Linked DNA regions of Sus scrofa: region 2 is linked to region 1. A link is a contact called in public Hi-C data. All regions are on one chromosome and are shown on one strand. Each heading gives the region's core, a stretch centred on a gene start, on an enhancer-like site or on the middle of the called end of the contact. The rest is flanking DNA. Distances are from core to core; before and after follow the strand shown. Region 1 overlaps TSEN15 (tRNA-splicing endonuclease subunit Sen15). Region 2 overlaps C9H1orf21.

Region 1 (5,654 bases), core at 211-2,710:
TCTATTAAACAAGGGTAGTAAATTAATAGTAAATAAATAATATCAGTTCTGTTGTGCAAATCAAAGAGTACTGAAGCACTTGAGAGAGAATAAAGTGCTACATTATCATTAGCATTTAGCATTTATATGTTCCGCTGCCTTGTAATACTCTCCAGTTATCTTGAACACACGGATTTTCTCCTTTCGAACCTAACAATAAGCCTTGGCAAGGTGCATGGTGTAATATTTCTCCATACCTGTCCAATGTTCAGGGCTTTGGGACAAATAACATACATACAACGATTGTTTGAAAATTGTTTAATTTACCAGACGTTGCTAAACCCCTTCACCATTAAGGAAACTGCATAAATTTCACACGCTGCCTGACAGGTATTCCTCACTCACAATGGTAATGCTCTTTTTTAGAGCTCTGGCTATCTGAACTCCTTGAAGGAACAGGTCATATCTCATTAATCTCTGTAACCCTGGCGTTTACAACATCATCTAAGCACAGAGAAGTCCAATTAATGTCTAAAGATAAATAATGTGTTAATAAATGAATGGATTCTAATTAAATACTTCCTTAATATGACCCCCATTCAGTACAATGAAATCTAAAAAAAAAATCTTTGATTTTAAACAGTTTTTTAATCTTCCAGAACCATCTAAACATTTCAAAAGCAGACCCACCCAATAAGTCATGAGATTTTCCCATCCTCTTTCCTAACAAGCCCAAACAGTTCTTATTCAAAAATCATTAACAAACAAACAAACAAAAACAAAGGAGTTCCCATGGTGGCGCAGCGGAAACGAATCCGACTAGGAACCATGAGGTTGCGGGTTCGATCCCTGGCCTCGCTCAGTGGGTTAAGCACCTGGCCCAAATCTAGCGTGGCTGTGGCTGTAGTGTAGGCCAGTGGCAACAGCTCTGATTAGACCCCTAGCCTGGGAACCTTCATATGCTGCGGGTGCTGCCCTAAAAAGACAAAAAAAAAAAAAAAAAAAAGATCATTAAGAGGCTTAGGCTGCAGGAGTGGGGGTGGTAAGGAACAGGACAGCTCTGGGTCTGAAAGGAGGGAAAATGGTACTTCTTGTGCAGAGAATATGCCATGATTCTGCGCATGTAAACAGTCAAGGTAAAATGCGGCAGATGAATAAAGAGCTTCTGTCTACAAGAACTATAAACTTTGGCAGGAACCACTGTGCCGCAGCAGCGAAAGCCCTCCTACTAGCTCTGCAAAGGAAAAAGTGACCTCAGAGAGGAATTCACAACTCAAATGCTCAGAAAGAGAAGATGAAGTACCCGAAGTACCATGATGTTTTGGTTAGGTCATTTGGTTCCAGGCGTATAAACGTGTGAACTGTTTCCATTGTTTTTAAAGTGCAGATTATAGGAGCTTTGTAGATACTGTTCTATTCTAGCTGTAGCTCTGAATTCCCAGGTGCCTCCGCCCTCAGGTTCTCGGGGAGGGATCTGCGGTGTTTAGGGGCACGTTCTAGTGGGGACACCGAGGCCAGGCGCAAAGTCAGTCAGTCTGGAGTCACTGGGCCTAGAGGCCTAGTGTTCCACTGAGCCGTCCCTGCTGGGGCGGGCATGGACGAGGGCCTCCGGAATACAAAATGAAGACAGCACGATGTGCATGCTCTTTCCCCACCCTGCTCCATATAGAGAAGGCTTCCCTTTAATGAAAAAGTTTATAGGTGTAACAGTAGCATTTGTGTCTCTGGCCACTGGTATTCAGCCAGTTTACTGAGTGATTCAAAGCTGGGGTCTCTTGCTATGTGATCTGATCTCGAAATTGTATTTATATATTAGGATTTTGCAAGGAAAAAATGAAGTGCATCATGGCATATGGATATGAACAAAACCATAATCTTGAAAAAAAAAAAACCACCCACCCACCCACCCATGCCCCAAACAAGTTTTTGTTTTTAAATATAGATCTCTATTCTGAGCAAAGCATGAATCAATTCACATATTTAATGTCAGTAGAGAGTGTAATTTTAGAGGCATGTCAGAAAGAAAAAGGGGGTGTGAGCACAAAAAACTTATTTATATTTTTATTTATGTGATTCCCCACAGACTGAAAATAAATTTTCAAGAGCACCACATCTCAAGTTAATTCTTTCCTCAAGTCTGAAAATGCTGTGCTTATTTAGCAGTGCCCTCTGCTGTCCAAATCTTAGTGTGCCTTGAGGCAAAAAGTAAACCCCTACACAATTAAATGAGCGTACAATCAGCATTCGTTCATTCACCAAATACTTATTGAGAGCTTAGTATAGGCCAGTTTGGGGAAGGTGGTGGGATACACAAACGTAAGACTTAAAGATTCAGAGAATAAACTAGGGGTTACCAACAGGGAGTGGGACTGAGGCAAGGGCAGGACAGGGGTAGGAGATTAACAGATACAAACCACCATGTGTGAAATAAATAAGCAGCAAGGATATATTGTACAGGAGTTCCTGTCATAGCTCAGCGGTTAACAAATCCGACTAGGAACCATGAGGTTGCAGGTTCTATCCCTGGCCTCGCTCAGTGGGTTAAGGATCTGGCGTTGTCGTGAGCTGTGGTGTAGGTTGCAGACAAGGCTCAGATCCTGCGTTGCTGTACTCTGGTATAAGCTGGTGGCTACAGCTCCGATTCAACCCCTAGCCTGGGAACCTCCATATGCCATGGGTGCAGCCCTAGAAAAGGCAAAAAGACCAAAAAAAAAAAAAAAAAAAAAGGATATATTGTACAGCACAGGGAACTATACCCATTATGCTATAACAACTTTAAATGGAGTATAACCTATAAAAATATTGAATACTTTGTTGTATATCTAAAATCAATATAATTTTACAAGTAAACTATACTTCAATAAAAAAATTCTTTTAAAAAGATACAGTTCCTTGTCCTGTTCCTAAGGAGCCCATAGTCTAATAAGAGAGACAAATGTAAATACAATTACAAAGTTATTGGACCCCATAAAAGAAATCACTTTACCTAGTTTTTCACTAAAATGAGACCAACGGAGCTGGGTTGTCTCCATTTCCAAACTGTCATGGACCATTATTCACATTAGCAGATCTCGGGCTGGCCTTGGACAGAACAACTTTGATCAAGTACACAGGGAACATTCTGAAAAAGAGTAAACATCCCAGGACACACAGTGAGTCTGAGAGCTAGTTTAAAGATTTCTGTGAGAAAGCTCCTTTCACAGTCAGCCCCAAGACACTTCTGGTCTTGTAGTTACATGGGGCCCCCTGGTCACCAGATCTGAAGCACAAACCTAACATTCATTAAGCCTTACGCGTCTTCCTGAAAATGCAGACGATTTTTCTAAGGACTGTAACGAAAAGCCTCAAAAGGAATCAAATGGCAAAGATGCTAAGAATTGGTCATAAATTATTATAGGATCCTTATATTTGCAATTTATCCAGTGGGGACACAGAAACACATATGGTTCTGACTTGGTGCAACTTTAAGCTTTCTAGGGAATGAGAGGGAGTCTGAAGGAGTTGCCAAGACCCTCCATCACAAAGAAAAGTGAAATTCAAATATCAAAGGAAAGGGGTCAGGAGATACTACAGACCAAGAATAATGCTTTATACCATTTTTTGATTTGCCTACTTTTGGCCACGTTTCTGTTCTTGTTATTATTGTTTTCTAGAGTAATTATTAGCCATGACTTGCTGCTAACCAACAGAATATGGTAAAGGTGAAAGGATGCACATGATTACATTACACACAATGATGAGGTCCGTCTTATTGAGGCTCTCTCCCTCCTGGCACTGAGCTGACAGCCGTTGTGCTGGCGAGGCCTAAACGGCAAAAAAGGGGTGGTTTCTTGACAACAGCCCACTAAACGAGGCTCTCAGCCCAAGGGCCCACAGAGAACAGAAAGCTGCTATCCACACGAGTGAGGAAGCAGACCTTTCCCCACGGAAGCCTCAGGTGAGACTATAGCCCTGGCCAACACCTTGGCTGCAGCCTTACAAAGGACCCACCTTTGAGATATAAAATGTGTGCTATTGTAAGCTGCTAAGTTTGTATTAACATTAGTAGGCAACAATAGGTAACTAACATAGACCTCAGGATACCTTTTTAATTTTAAAACATTTTTATTATAAAAGTAATACAAATAAAGAAAAACTGAGATATTCAAGAAAAACAAAGTCATCCATTTACTGCCCTGCCATCCTATTATAACCACAGTTCCTTTATTTTGTCATCTTTTTATTATATACTTGGTGTATTATGTACAGTCAGGATCATACCCATTCATTCGTTTTTTATCTTGGAGTTTTTTTTTTAAATAAGTATTTTCTCATGTTTTTTTTACTATACTCATTACTAATTTTTAATGGGTATATAACGTAACATTCATTCGCTATATATTCTTATTGACTATTTCCCCAGACCAGGGGTTGACAAACTATGGCCCTGCATTTGCAAATAAAATTTTACTGGAATACCCATATCCATGCATTTACATACTGTCTGTGGTTATTTCTGTTCTACAAAGAGCAGAGTTGAGAAGAGTTAAGAAGTTGTGAGAAAGCCTATATGGCCTGAAAAAACTTTCTGGTCCTTTCCAGAAAAAGTTTGCTGACCCTTGACTTAAACTTTTAAGTGGTTTATAATTTAGGCTATCATACACCCAAAAATGTCACTTGAAACATCTTGGTGCCTATAAGTTTTTCAACTTTAGGCAACTTAATTGGGAGGTATTAACAAGAGTGGAATAACTGGGTCTACTTGAGCAAGATATTTTCAAGGTTGACACTGCCCCCACTCCCTCTCTTAGTTACGATATAGTAAGGGTGGTGGTTATAAGAATGAAAAAAAGGCCCAATACTCTTGTAGGTAGCACTTCTCTGGTCCCATTAATCTGGATATGTAATTGTACACACTGGATGAGCATATAATTAGTTTTGATTCAAAGTCAACCACAGAGGGAAGTAACAATAATTGCAACATTAAAACCAACTGAAAGAAAATGTTTACTTCCTAATGGGGGTGAAAAAGCAGACTCAAGTAAATTCTCTAGGTGTCAAGGTGTATATAAATGTCATTCCAAGCTAGTGTAGTGGCCAAAAGGCACTGAAAGAGTTGAGTGGAGAGAAGAGATGCCAGTCTCAACAGTGAGCTAGCAGAGGCAGCAATAACAGAAGAAACCCATGTGCTCCATCCTTCTGAAAATAACTTGGGCATGAACGTGTATACAACTATAATTAACCTGTCTCCAGGCAAGAAAGGTTTACAGCATCTACTCTATATTATTAAACAAAATAAATTCTTCTATCTGGGAAAGTTTTATTCTTCAAAAAAAAAAAAAACTTCTGACTGAGATGGGACCAGCTAAGTCAACCCTGACTAACTCTGAGATTAAAGGTGAACCAGGCTGATGGGTCTCAATCCAATCTTGTACGAATAAAGCAAGCACTGGGAGGTAGAGGTGTCATCTTCTAAGGGAAATATTCTGCAACATAAAAAAAAAAAAAAAAAAAAAAAAAAAAAAAAGATCAGAATGGACCTTTTCCCCAACAGATAAAGTAATTTCAAAGCAAAACTAGAAAAATATTTGATGTGATTATCTCAATTTTGCCAACAATGTATGTAAAAAAACATACAAAATACATTTATTTATTCAAATGTTCCTGTCAAAATGTCAACCAATTTAACATTTCCT
Region 2 (5,669 bases), core at 1,797-4,296, 440 kb before region 1:
AAAAAAAAGATTGCATGTTCTCTGACACGCATGCTCAAAGTTTCTCATTGGTGAGTGTTGTGGAAGATGTGAAAAGGTAGCGGAAGGGGAAAACAGAGAACTAAGCTGAAAACAGCATACTAAACACCCACTTGAATGGCTGCTGATGAATTAGTGAGAAGGAAAAGAGGAGGAGCCTGGAAATGGGCTGGGATGACCTGAGAGCTGGCCAAGGGCACCGCAGCCAGCAGCCCTTAGCTCTTAACATTCCAAACACCAGGGGGTAAAATAAAGCAGGACATGTGTTAGATGTTGTATACAAACCTATGCCTGAATTCACTTTAAAAACAGGTGTTTATCCCAATATCCTTTTAGGACAACTGCATGCTGGTGACGTTCCCCTGGAATGCTCCACTTAACAAGTGAATGGCTGTACCCAAGTCACAGCAGTGTTAACAAAAATGTACGGTGCCATCTGTTACCTTGCAGTAGTACTGTCGAGCTACAGGAAGTGGTTATTTTTAAGTTAAAACTAAATCAATTTTTTAAAAATCCCATATGTGGTACATACATACGATGGAATATTACTTGGCCACAAAAAAGAACAAAATAATGCCATTTGCAGCAACATGGATGGGACTGGAAATTATCATACTAAGTGAAGTTCGTAAGACAGTGAGAGACAAACATCGTAGGATATCACTTACATATGGAATCTGAAAAAAGGATACAAATGAACTTATTTACAGAATAGAAATGTTTGTCTGGTAAACAAACTGATGGTTACCAAAGGGGACAGGCTGGGGGTGGGAGTGGGATGGGCGTGAAGTTTGGAATTGGCACACAAAGGTATATGGACTGATGGAGACCTGCCATATAGCACAGGGAACTCTACTCAGTATTCTGTGATAATCTATGTGGGAAAAGAATCTGAAAGAGAATGGATATGCGTGCATGAATAACTGAATCACTGTGTTAACATAGCAGAAATTATCACAACCTTGTAAATCAACTACACTTCAATAACACTTTTAAAAATGAAAAAAAATTCCAAACTAATATATAATCAATGAGCATCAAAATTAATTTCTAAGTGGCAATTAAAATTGGATGGGAATGATTTTTGTTTTGGCTGTGCCTGCAGCATACAAAAATTCCAGGGCCAGGGATCCATATAACAGCTGTAACCTAAGCCATGGTGGTGACAATGCCAGATCCTTAACCTACTGTGCCACCTGGGAACTCCCAGGAATGATGTTTTGAATGGGGCTTCTCAGGCTAACTCAACATTGTAAGAACAATAATGGAACAATTCATGACCCCCATGCTGATATTCTTGAGAGTCAGGAGGCCAAGGCATAGCGTTAAGAATTCCAATTTGGGGAGTGCCCGTCGTGGCTCAGTGGTTAACAAATCCAACTAGGAACCATGAGGTTGCGGGTCCCATCCCTGCCCTTGCTCAGTGGGTTAAGGATCCAGTGTTGCCATGAGCTGTGGTATAGGTCGCAGACGCAGCCGCGCTCAGATCCTGCATTGCTGTGGCTGTGCCGTAGGCTGGTGGCTACAGCTCTGATTAGACCCCTAGCCTGGGAACCTCCATATGCCACAGATTTGGCCCTGGAAAGGGACAAAAAGACCAAGGAAAAAAAAAAAAAAAGAATTGCAATTTGACAGTGCAAAGTTGGGAGCAGAGGACATGCCAAAAAAATCAGCCATAATGCCTAAGTAAATGTAATGTCTGCCATTAATGTCTTTGCTGTTTGAAGCAAGATAAAAACTGATAGGAGAAAAACACCAGCATTTTTGGAAACTGAGTGGGAGGTGAAATGACATAAAGGTTAGTGAGTCCTGTGATGCTCAGGCCACTTTTATCACACGGACACAGTTGGACAAAAAACAGAAATGGATTTTCCGAGCCAAGGCAGTCTTCTGTTCCTGTCTCCCTTCCTAATATTATAGCCACGCTCCTTAACAGTCAGGATCACGTGCTTACAAAGTGTGGAAGACGGTTTTCCCCCAAAGGAAAGGCCTGGGCCATGCAGACATCACCCTTCCAGGATTTCTAAGGCTGGTTCTATTTCCCTCTCCCTCATCTTCTTCAACACACTGAATTGTTCCAAAATAAAAAAAGGAGTTCCCATCGTGCTCAGTGGTTAACGAACCTGACTAGTATCCATGAGGACTCGAGTTCGATCCCTGGCTTGCTCAGTGGGTTGAGGATCTGGCATTGCTGTGGCTGTGGTGCAGGCTGGCAGCTGCAGCTCCCATTCGACCCCTAGCCTGGGAACCTCCATATGCCACAGATGTGGCCCTAAAAAGACCAAAAAAAAAAAAATCCCAAAACCAAAACACTGCAAACAGCCTTTCTGGTTAAAAGCATTATATGGGTACACAAACCTGAAGAAATAGTGAGCAGTGGTCACAGTAGCAGTGATGGCGGAATGGTCCTTCCTTTACGGGTTTTGTTTTTTTTTTAAACAGTGGGCAGTCCCCCCAATGCCCTTTCTTTGTGCTGGCCTAGCCTGTGGCAGAAGCCCCTTGCCCCTTTCCTCTGCCCGGATCCAGGAGAGACACCAACCTTCTTAGAACAAAGCCTCCTTTACCAGCAGACACGCCGCGACTCTCTGCTCTGGAGGCAAGAACAGGTTTCTGGATACACTTTGTTCACGTGCAAGAAGTGTGCACAGAAAATCGTCATGTGTGTCAGCAGAGCCTGCACGTTCCTTTTCTCAGGTCAGGAGACTCAAATCCTACCACTGCTGCGGACCTGCTCCATGGTTTATCCAGCCCTACCTGCCTCGGTTTATTGGTCCAACAAGGCAAATAAAACTGTGAGCACAAATACTGTGGTGAACACTGTGGATGCTTGTGTGTGTGTGTGTGTGTGTGTGTGTGTGTGTGTGTGGTGGGGAGTGAGGGTGCGGAGTGAGCAATTACTAATTAGGAGACCATTTCTTACGTATCTTTCCAGAATACACTCCAAAACAAAGCAGAAAGGAAGCAGCTAGGCTTTATCTTCCTCTAGCAGCCATCCTAGCCTGGGGCTAAAGTGAGTTCACCTCAGGGGTCCATTGTATCCAGATGGCCTGGAGGACCAGTGGGCTGTTCCACACAGGGACAACCTGCAGGAGGAACCAAGCTACCTCCAGGGAAATCATTTTTCCTGCCAGAGGCTTGTTAGCTAAAGCCTTGGTATTGGAGAGGAGCTGTGATGAATTTTTCCTCACTCAGAACTTCAGGATTTAGTCCAGCCTCTCACCCCCCACCCCACAATAATCTCTCTCCCTAGTCCCACCTCCCGAAGAAGGTGAGGCTTCACCAAAAACCTGAGAAGAACTGGGCGCCCAAGGGAGCTCTGGTCCGGAACCCTGGGATGGGAAGATGACAGATGTCTTTGCATGTGCGAGTGAGTGCGTGTGTGTGCTCACTTCCCCATCAGCAGAAAAGACTCAGCACCATTCCGCCAGGGAGGTCAAGGTCTCCAGAATTAGGAAAATGTTTCTGTTGTTTTTTTATTTACAAAATAGAAACAAACTCACAGATTTCAAAACCAATCTTATGGCTACTATAGGTGAAACCGTTGTGAGGGAGGGAAGAATTGGGAGGGTGGAAATAACATATACACACTACTGTATAAAATAGATGATTAACAAGAACCTAGCGCATAGCACAGGAAAATCTACTTAATAGTTTGTAATAACTTAAAAGGGAAACAAGAATGGATATATGTGTATGTATGACTGAGTCACTGTGCTGTACACCTGAAATTAAGACAACATTGTAAGTCAACTTTACGTCAATAAAATTAAATAAAATACGAAATAAATGTTTATATTGTTGTTAAGTACACACATGTACATTTTAGAACTTCATGGTAAACAATAAGAGAACTTCGACTTCTGTTTCCATTTCCAACCATCAAAATTTAAAGAATCCTATTATAGACCAATTTAAGTTACAAAGAATTTTTAAGGGACTGTTTCTATTTTTATTGTACTTAGATTTTTTTTTTTTACAAATTACGATACAAAGGAAGTGGACCATAAAGTTTAAAAATCTCTGTTACATTATACACGTACTTCTTCGAACTGATGTGTTTTACTCATTGAATAAGTGAAGAAATGAATGAATGGATGAGGCATGATAGGTGGTGAATGAACATGTTCAAAGCCATCCCTATTTACTTCACTTTGAAGGCTCTGTTTCTGTAAAATGGGAGTAAAAAGCTGTAACCACAGGATTATGGAGATGAGGAGTTTCTGCTGTGGCACAGTGGGTTAAGAACCTGATTGCAAGGTTGCTGTGGAAGCAGGAGGTTGATCCCGGCATTGCCACAGCTGCGGCACAGGCTGCAGCTGTGGCTCAGATTCCATTTCCAGCCCAGGAATTTCCATATGCCATAGGTGTGGCCATAAAAAAAAAAAAAAAAAAGATTATGAAGATAAGATCATGCCTTTACAGCTAGGCAAACAGTAAATAGGCATTGACTTTTTTAAAGAATAAATAGTAGGATATAATTTATGTGAATTCTCAACTAGTTTTTTTTTAAAATAAATATTTAAAGTCTACTGTGAAATAACTGCTGAGCCTAACATTATTACTAGAAAAAAATGGAATTAGTTTGTTTCTCTTAGATTTATTAATAGAATTTAAAGCTAAATGTTTTTTCCTAACCTAAGATAATAAAATATGTCTTCCTTCATCCTGGTACCTGTGAAAAGCTGCATCCAAACTGCATGAAGAATCGAGTAGACATACTCAGCAGGCTTTGGGCCCTCTGCGCATGTACGAACAGAGATTTAGGATCTGAATGTACAGTGGACATTTACTGAGTCCCTAAGACGAGAGGTGAGCATGTATCAAGACCTGTAGAGATGGATTTGCTCACTTAATCCTTTTAAACCAATACGCCAGGAATGTATGGAAATGACTCTCCTGAATAGGTATGTTCCTTTTCTAAGCTACATGATTAAAATGTCTAGTTTCCTTTGATACAAACATCAAACATGTTGTTGCTGCTGTTTTTCCGATAAGCAAAGTAATATTTTCACTGTAGGAAATGAATAATTTGTCCTACCAAGTGCCATTAACAGTTTGGAATATTTTCTCTGCTGATTTCACAACTCTTTGTTTCTTTCTCTCTTTCTCTGCTGTTTATTTACAATACTGGAATTATGTAAATAAACATTTTGTGAACAAATGATTTTTAAAGGTTTACACTATTTCATTATATAGATAAACTATTTAATAACCTTTAGGCTAATACGAGGATGTGGGTTATTTCCAGATTTCCACCATTACACGTAATGCTGCAATAACTTCCCTTTTTTTTTTTGGTCTTTTTGCCTTTTCTAGGGCTGCTTCCCGAGGCATATGGAGGTTCCCAGGCTAGGGTTGAATTGGAGCTGCAGCCACCGGCCACAGCCACAGCCACAGCCACGCAGGATCTGAGCCGAGTATACGACCTACACCACAGCTCATGGCAACGCCAGATCCTTAATCCACTGAGCAAGGCCAGGGATCGAACTTGCAACCTCATGGTCCTAGTCGGATTTGTTAACCACTGCGCCATGATGGGAACTCCTGCAATAACTTCCTTTATACATATCTTTTATTTCCTTTTTCTTAAAAGTATTTGATCAATTTGTACATGAGCATCTATCTTTACTGCTTACAGTATTTTCATCCAG

Evidence for each region. Hi-C and Micro-C count contacts between places; a contact is called where the count stands out from the background.
Region 2: a Hi-C map of adipose tissue shows a contact between it and region 1, with 3 times the contacts expected there. The contact joins two enhancer-like sites. A contact is called at or near these places in 15 of 47 Hi-C or Micro-C datasets (adipose tissue, alveolar macrophages, brain and 9 more) and 1 of 2 datasets of contacts at active chromatin or transcription factors (skeletal muscle).

What each region holds. Positions count from the first base shown.
Region 1 is chr9:125,336,262-125,341,915 of Sscrofa11.1, reverse strand. TSEN15 (tRNA-splicing endonuclease subunit Sen15) reads right to left here. Exons shown (of 9, transcript XR_002335966.1): 5 at 2,966-3,100. Among named protein-coding and RNA genes, the nearest start is that of TSEN15, 38 kb to the right of the region's middle. Within about 2 kb of position 1,460, at least 5 of the 83 cell types and tissues checked have an H3K27ac peak or open chromatin away from gene starts, as enhancers often do. A contact at or near this core is called in adipose tissue, where this site is marked.
Region 2 is chr9:125,778,693-125,784,361 of Sscrofa11.1, reverse strand. All of the region lies in intron 3 of C9H1orf21, which reads right to left. Among named protein-coding and RNA genes, the nearest start is that of C9H1orf21, 170 kb to the right of the region's middle. Within about 2 kb of position 3,046, at least 3 of the 83 cell types and tissues checked have an H3K27ac peak or open chromatin away from gene starts, as enhancers often do. A contact at or near this core is called in adipose tissue, where this site is marked.